Regions from separate parts of the Mus musculus genome. Here region 1 is linked to region 2. A link is a contact called in public HiChIP or PLAC-seq data. All regions are on one chromosome and are shown on one strand. Each heading gives the region's core, a stretch centred on a gene start, on an enhancer-like site or on the middle of the called end of the contact. The rest is flanking DNA. Distances are from core to core; before and after follow the strand shown.

What was found. HiChIP or PLAC-seq counts read pairs in DNA pulled down with a chosen protein or histone mark.
Region 1: an H3K27ac HiChIP or PLAC-seq map of T-cell acute lymphoblastic leukemia shows a contact between it and region 2, with 7 times the contacts expected there. The contact joins two enhancer-like sites. A contact is called at or near these places in 6 of 115 datasets of contacts at active chromatin or transcription factors (CD8 T cells, T-cell acute lymphoblastic leukemia, embryonic hindbrain and 3 more).

What each region holds. Positions count from the first base shown.
Region 1 is chr4:129,032,411-129,036,351 of GRCm38.p6, forward strand. No RefSeq gene overlaps it. Among named protein-coding and RNA genes, the nearest start is that of Rnf19b, 24 kb to the right of the region's middle. Within about 2 kb of position 1,356, at least 304 of the 459 cell types and tissues checked have an H3K27ac peak or open chromatin away from gene starts, as enhancers often do. A contact at or near this core is called in CD8 T cells, T-cell acute lymphoblastic leukemia, memory CD8 T cells and 1 more, where this site is marked.
Region 2 is chr4:128,709,678-128,713,740 of GRCm38.p6, forward strand. Phc2 (polyhomeotic 2) reads left to right here. Exons shown (of 15, transcript NM_001195130.1): 6 at 1,381-1,467; 7 at 2,382-2,682. Among named protein-coding and RNA genes, the nearest start is that of Gm33712, 16 kb to the right of the region's middle. Within about 2 kb of position 1,889, at least 184 of the 459 cell types and tissues checked have an H3K27ac peak or open chromatin away from gene starts, as enhancers often do. A contact at or near this core is called in CD8 T cells, T-cell acute lymphoblastic leukemia, memory CD8 T cells and 1 more, where this site is marked.

The DNA.
Region 1 (3,941 bases), core at 106-2,605, 320 kb after region 2:
GGTTTACAAAATAGCTTGCCTTAGCCACAGCATCTTGGGCTCAATATTATTACCACTCCAGAGCATCTGTCACTCCCCCAGAAAGGGAAAGGACCTCCCATGACACCCAGCAAACCAGGAGCTTACAGCAAGAGCCATCTCCCTGCATCTTACCTCAGAACAGCAAAGCAGAGTGGTCTGCCTGATAGCACCCATCTCTGAATGCAAAACTACCTTGGGAGGGGCAGGTTCCCTGGCCAAAGATGGCAAGCAGCTGGTATGAGGCCTCACCAGGTCAGCTACGTTGTTGTTCTAACATGGCCCCAAGTGAAACCTGGACTGAACACCAGGTACTTTCTCATGGAGGTGGGGGTGGAGCAGCTACAGTGTCTGCCCCCACATCCCACTATGAGAACACGGTAGGAGTTGGGGGTTTCCACTCAGATCCTAGCAAGTTGCTCCATCATTCTGTCTGACCACAACCACTTCCTCCTCTAAAAACTCCCTTCCCGCAGGCCCTGACACCAGCCAGGCCCTCAGCGAAGAGAATCCCCCCCACGATCTGGTTTGTTAGCTGTGGCCAAACCAGGCTCAGGAATGTCACAGAAGGTCCCATCTGACTTCAAGTTGTGGTATGGAGGGTGGAAGAAAGAGCTGGCTCTGAAGCCATTTAGCCTTTTCTAGGGGGAGGACACACTGTTCTCATCCTGCAGTGCACCTCCTAAACAGAGGCCTTAGTCCCCAGGGATGGGAGCAGCTGTCATCCCTGGTCATTTTATAGGTAAGGAAGCTGAAGCTGGAGCCGAATTCAGGGTAACCCCAGTTTTTCTCAACGAGTTCTCTGTTCCTCTCAGAGACCTGCTCAGTGAACTTAAAATAGTCCAGAGCGTCAAGTTGTTTGTTTTGCTTTTGCTTTGGGGACTTTTTGGAGGTTGCCTGGGAGAAAGTGAAGATGCTGCCTAAGCAATCAAAAAGAGGAAGAGACAGCCCCTCCACCCCATTTCCAGGTCCAGAAACAGATAAGACCACACAGCAAGCAAGCGAAGGTCTGGGTTAGAGCTCGCCGAAAGCACTGTCGGGCTTGGACCCAGCCAGACTGCTGCCTCCAGTCAACACTATTTTTAGTCAGCCTTGGACTGGAGTCTGGCCAGTGATCGCTCCACAGGTGGGGCTGCAGACGGAGAACTGCATTCCAAAGTCAGACTTCAACTGATTCAGTCAGTGTGTCAGGCTTGGGGTGGAGGCATCCCTCACTCTGGCTGTTTCCACTCCTCCAGCCCCGCCCTGCTCCACCACGCCCCCTGTACTCCCTCCTTCCCGGGCTTCCGGAGGCCTCGTCTCTAGGTACTGTAACCAGAGAGCTAGGCCTACCTGTCCCAAGATGTCAGAGAGCCTTGTCTGCTATGACAAAGCCTGTTAAAGGAGGTAGGGCCCTCTCTGTAGTAGGAGGGGCCGGGGTGGGGGGTGGTTCTATCGAATGACATCATCCGCAGGTCCTCCTCACCCAGCCTGCCAGCCCTTCAGTCACAGTCAGTCTCCCAAATGTTCATTCCTTTCTTCTACAACCCATTATCCAATGCTTGCTTCCTTGCTCGCTCGCTCCACACTTCTCAGCAGCCATAGTAGGTCACGCGCACCTTGTTAGATACCGGGAGCAGAGAAATGAACAAGATGGTATGTGGCCCTTACCCTGGAAGAGCTTCCAGTAGCAGGGCATAAAATGGTTAGTGACGGTCACTACTCAACATGCAGACACCAGACACATGCTGCAAGACAGAGGGAGGAGAAGGAACAGGGTAGCGAGATGCAGAACAAGGCCAGGTAGGTTACCTCTGACCAGATTAGAGCGAGTAGCAGTCAGCCAGGGCAAGTTCTTGCCCCCACTCTGAGCTTTTTGCAGACCCTGACTGCAAGATTAGTTTCCATTATTTCCATCTTTGCCACAGTCCTGGGAAACAGTGATTGTCACCCCCATTATACAGGTGACCAAACTGAGGCTCCAAGACACTAAACGGATTGTGACATAACCAGGAAGTACAGAAGCCAGACCTAAATCCAAGTCTACAGACAAGGGGAGGGATAAGTTTCCACTGTTAAACCCTTTATGTGGATTATATCCGGAGGCATTAGAATTTGAACTTATCCTTTTATTACATTGGTTTTATTTTTGTTGTTTTTGTTTTTTTGTTTGTTTGTTTGTTTGTTTGTTTGTTTTTTTTTTTTTTAAGACAGGGTTTCTCTGTGTAGCTCTAGCTGTCCTGAAACTCACTTTGTAGACCAGGCTGGCCTTGAACTCAGAAATCTGCCTGCCTCTGCCTCCCTAGTGCTGGGATTAAAGGTGTGTGCCACCACGCCCGGCTATTACATTGGTTTCATTTTCTCCGGTTTTTCTTCCACAAGAAAATTGAAAATTTTTAAGTGTAGGGAGGTTTTGTTTGTTTGTTCCTTTGTTTGAGGAGTTTTTTGCTTTTAAGTCAGGAAAAAAAAAGTATAATGTCCATTACTAGTTAGTTTTACTTTTCTTTAGTGTTTTCCTAACTTACTATATCAAGCATGGTTTTTGGTTTTTGTTCTTTTGTGGCGTGGGGTGGGGGGGCATTGTTTTGTTTTGTTGGTGATGGTTTTGTTTTTGTTTTTGAGACAAGGCCCAGGCTGACCTCAGACCTGAGACCCTCCTGCCCCCAGTTTCCTGAATTCTAGGTAGTCGGCACCACACTTAGCAGGCCAGCTCAGTCTTATAATTCGAAAGTGGTGTTATTTTTAAGAAATAAGCCCTACGAGTCAAAGTAGGACAGGGTGATCCAGTCCCCCGAAGCATCTGCAGTTCCTGAGAAAAAGGCCCCGGGGTTTTGGTTGACCTCAGACCAGATTGAGTCAGCAGGGTGAAGTGTTGCCAAAACCACCCGGCAAACAGAAATGCTTCTTGCTCCTCAGCGAGCAGCTCCTCCCCCAGCAAGCAGCACCTCCCTACACCTCAGCCGAGCCAAGGCTTCATTTGAAGCTCAGTATGCAGGAAAGTTGCCTCAGGTCTGCTCAGCTGAGAGGCCTGTGTGAGAGGAAAAGAGACCTCGGAGTGTGGAGATCTGCACAGAGCACACATGGTTGACATGCAAATGTGGGCAAAGCTGGAACTGGGGCTTAACCTACCCAGAGAAATGATGAGCTCTGTCCCTGGGTGTTAGCATTCTATCTAAACCCCACCCCCAGTTACCTGGCAACAGCCAGGTAGACTGACCCACTATAAAAGGGCCTGCTTGCCCCACTTCCTTCTCTTGCTTCTCTTGCTCTCTTGCTCCCCCTCTCTCCCCATTCCCTCCCCCCTCCTCCACGAGCTCATGGCCGGCGTCTATTCTTCTCTACTTCTCTCTCTCTGCCTCTCTCTGACTCTACTACCCTCTTAACTCTCCTCCCCATGCCCTGAATAAACTCTCTTCTATCCTACACCATCGTGTGGCTGGTCCCTCAGGGGGAAGGGATGCCTTGGCATGGGCCTGCTGAGACATCCCCTTCCTCCGTACCTCACCACATCCCCATAGAACGTATCTTAAACCTCTTTATCTTTTCATAAACACATCACTGGGTATGTGCCAGGAGAGGCTGGGAAATAGGTCCCCAAAGGGCAGTTGTGTGGGCAACTGGTCCTATTAGCAATTGGACCATGAGTGTATTTGTAAGGCATGAAGAGGAAAGGGCAGAGGGAACTTAGTCAGCTTCACAGGAAGGACACTAACAACAGTGGCAGCAGGGTGGATCAGTGGCAGCAGGGTGGATCATTTGTTACCTAGTTAATTGCGTACCGGGCTCTGTGCTCAGCACAGCACCAGAGTTCTCTGGAAGGTGTGTTGTAACACGGATTGCAGATTGTGGAGCCCCATGCCCAGCCTCTGATTCACTGCGTCAGGGTGGGGCTGATTCCCAGATGACATCAATGCTGCGGTTCTGGACCAAACTTGGAAAAGCAC
Region 2 (4,063 bases), core at 639-3,138:
CCTGGGTGTGTTCCTGGACTTCAGGGACACAATCAGGAAAGATAGGAGATTAGAGAAAGGAGCAGAGATCGCAAGGAACCAGGAGCAGGAAGAAGGGGGTGGAAGAAGCCTGAGGGCTGAGTGGGCAGCCGTAGGGATCAGGGAGGGTCAGGTCCAAGATGGAGCCAGGGAAAGTCACCCTACAGTGCCTCCCTTCCCTGCCCATCTCAGAACTAAGTTAGGGAGACGGGGCAGGATGCATGCCCAGGTGGTGCCTAGAACTCACAGGTGAGCAGACAGATTCTAGCTGCTCCACAGAGACGAGCTGGCTCCCAGGACAGTCCTCTCAGCTTGCCCCGTTCTATTTCATGTAGAACATACCTGACCTGGCACTGTCTGCCCCTAAGGGGTCCTTAGGTCTGGGAACAGCAGACTAGGAAGCAACCACGTAACCGTGGTGGGCTCCAACCGACAAGTCCCCGCCCGTGCCGCCCGTGCCGCCCAGGCTGAAGAGAAGCTGGTTTTCTCTTTTACCCATGATGACACCATCCTGAAGACAGCGTAGTCCCTCCCTGCCTTGCTGTTAAGGCCAGAGCATCACACCGGGGGCTGCTCTGATCTTGTTCCCTAGTTTTTCTTCCTGACTCCGAGCTTGTCGCTGCGGGTACTCTTCCCCTTCCCAGGCAATGCCTCAGACAGCATATGACTGGACTTCCATGTCCCCAGCCAACTGGCAGCCACACTCCACTTTACTCTATGTCCCCACTGGGGTCCTGATGCCCATCTGCTGCCCTCTGAGAGCAGAATGTACACAGAGGGAGTGATCCAGGAGGCCCCAGCACTGAGATGAAGGAGGCCCCCTGCCCCGACACCAGCTTATCCACATGCATGCAGAGACAGAGCCACACAGAGGTCAAGGTGCCAGCCAGTGCTGCCTCTTTACCTGCACCCCTCCAGATGAGACGCAGTCACCGTAGCTCCAGGCCATCTCCTTCCTCTGCTGTTGCTGCTTCCAGACTCCCCTCCCCACCCCCGCTGAATCAGAGCTTGACTAGAAAGTGACCACTGTGCAAACCGATTTAATCCTTTTTGAAAGATAATCTTATTCCGATCTAGCCCTGGGGAACAGAGCTATCTTAGACCTGGAAGATCAGCCTATGACAGCTGCCCAAGGTTCCTCCTCACAGGACTGAGGAGACAGTGCCAGATTCTGAGGCAACAGAGTCCCTCAGAACAAGGGTCCCGCTTGCTTAGCCATCCCCTGGCTAAACTGCTCTCCCCTGTGGCTCAGCCTACACTGGGCAGGTAAAAGGTGCCTCGTTCCCTGTGATTCCAGACCCAGCTAGGTAACTTGGTGCAGGTAGCTAGGAGCCTAGGCCCTCTGTTCCTTTGTCCCCTCAGCTCATCTTCACGCCCACGGCCACCGTCGCTACTGTTCAGCCTGAGCTCTGCACTGGTTCCCCTGCTCGGCCCCCTACCCCTGCCCAGGTGAGGACCCCGGGCTCGTGGGTGGGCAGGGGGGTGGGCAGCTCATAGAGGGGCAGGGGTGCTGGCAGTGGTAGGACTCGTCTATGAAGCAATAAGAAAATGGACTCGCTCGTTACCATCCAGCTGGCCTCAGCACCTCTTGGCTCCTCTGAATATAGGTAGGCAGCAGAGAGCACCGTGAGCCAGCACTGAGGGGAGGGGATCAGAGGCAGGGGCATACGGAGAGAAGGAACGGTATGGGTGCTGGCCTCCGGCCTTCTGCTACAGCACAGAGGAGCTATTCTGTGTGAGACGTCTGTGGGAACCTGAGAACGGACCTCTTACTCAGTCTGTCTTCCTACGCCATCTCCAGAAGGGGGACCCAAGCTCGAGGATGGAGAAGCTAGGTTATGAGTCCGGCACTGCCCCCCATTGTCCAGCAGAGGGCAGCAGGGACCAGGCTGAGTAAGCATGCGGCTGTCTTGGAAACGACCTGGCGTTAACCTGACTGTGAGGACAAGCTGAGCCTCTGCTTTGCCTGTCAGTCTTGTTCTGTTTTTTTCCATACCGTGCTTTGCCGCAGTAGGATGCAACGAATCCCGATAGTGTCAGGGGTGGGGAACGAAAGGCGCTGGCTTCCCTGCCCCTGTCTGCCCCAGCCGGGCAGCCCCAGAATTCAGTTCTGATCACTAACCATACTTCCTGTGTTCTTTACAAACTCCACCCACTCCGGGCTTCTCTTTCAGCCCCTAACTACCCACCCCGTGCGTCTCTCTTTCTGGTGTCTCTTCTCTATCTCTCTTTCTCTCACTCGCTCCGTCTAGAAACCATTTTCATGTCTGTAGTCCTGGATCTGCCCTAACTCCCTCTCAGGTGTGTGTTGCTGTTGCCCCGGCCTGCATTCTCTGGACTCTCACGGGGCCCCTCTTTTTCAGGTACAGAACCTGACGCTTCGCACCCAGCAGACACCAGCAGCAGCAGCCTCGGGCCCTCCCCCCACCCAGCCTGTCCTGCCCAGCTTGGCCCTGAAACCCACACCCAGCAGTAGCCAGCCTCTGCCTGCCCCACCACAGGGCAGGACCATGGCTCAGGGTTCCCCTGCGGGTGCCAAGCCTAGTGGGACTGACAATGCGCCAGAGACACTCAAGGCAGGAGATGGTAACTGCAACATGGAGGGCCGGCCAGGGCCTGGCCGGGCAGTTCCTGCTGTGGCTACTCACCCGCTCATTGCACCAGGTAAGGTCCCAGCACGATGAAGTCTGGGTTATGGATCAAGAGAGCCCTCCAAAGCTTCCAAACGTTCCTTCCCATATGTGCGTTAGGACACCAGACTCCCTGTCCCCTCCCAGTCCTGGGGTGTTTGCCAGCCCCAGGCTCCGGTTCATGCTTAGTCTGACTTTAGAAACCACATCCCTAGGGTTAAGCCTTTGCACCGACACAGCCCCGGCTCCGGGAACCGGTCACAGCCTTAGCCCTGAATGGGTGGGGACTGGTAGATGGACTATTTTGGGATCCCCAAAGTTAGTGAAAGGGATGTGGCCAGCCAGAGCTTGGGAGAGCCACAGGCAGAGGAGAGGCAGGAAGCTGACTCTAATCCTTCAGGAGGCCTTGGCTAACTTATATGGGCAAGCTTTCTGACTCCTCTGAGTTCCCAGAGGCTGGGGAGGTAAAGGAGGGTGACACTGTGGCCTGTTCTGTGTCCAAGCTCCGAGCCCCGCAGGAGAGTGGAAGGACCCCCTAACCTCGTGGACAGGAGCCTGGGATCTCCACACTTGAGAGTAAATTTAGAAGATTGGAAAAAAAAAAAAAAGCTGATTGTTTGCTGGGCCCATTCATTCTGCAAATGGGGGTGAATCAGTGGCCTCTGACTAGCCCCCGGCCCTGCCCACTGAACCTCCCAGCACTGGCTGTGAATGAGAAAATCTGCCAAGAGCTCTGGAAGCCTGGAAACAAACTTTCTAGTCGAAGGAAAAAGTGTGAGCAATTCAACAACAGAAGTAAATATAGCAGGGACCATATTGCTTAGATTAAAAACAGTCCCTGTGGCCAGCCACCAACCCTCATCCTCACCCACGCACGCCACTGAGAATCCAGTAGACGCCACACGGTCTCTGAAGTTTTCTTGAGAATCTATGACTACATTAAAACCAAGGTGATCAGGCTGGGGTGTAACTTGGTGATACAACAATACTTACCTAGAATATGTGAAGCCCTGGCTTTGATGCCCACTGTCACCAAAAAAGGTTAAAAAAAAAAAGTCAACTTATGCTTTCTTACCTAAGAGAATATACAGTTAAAAGCAAATCCATTCAGGCTTTTAATCCATTGTAGGTGTGGCAGGCACAGATAGTCAACTCAGTACCAGGCAGCTGACTCTGGGGTGCTGTCTCTCAGAGGATGCACCTGAGTTTTTTTATGTAGCCCAGGCCAGCCTGGAACTCCCCATCTTCCTGTCTCAGCCTCATGAATACTGGGGTACAGGTATATGCCAACACAGCCAGCTGGCACCCGAATCTTGAAGAATGAGCAGCAGTAGCCCGGCACACAAGTAGGGGTAGGCACCCTAGGCAGACTGAAGGAAGCACAGGCCAAGCGCATGAATACGAGTCATTTCTTC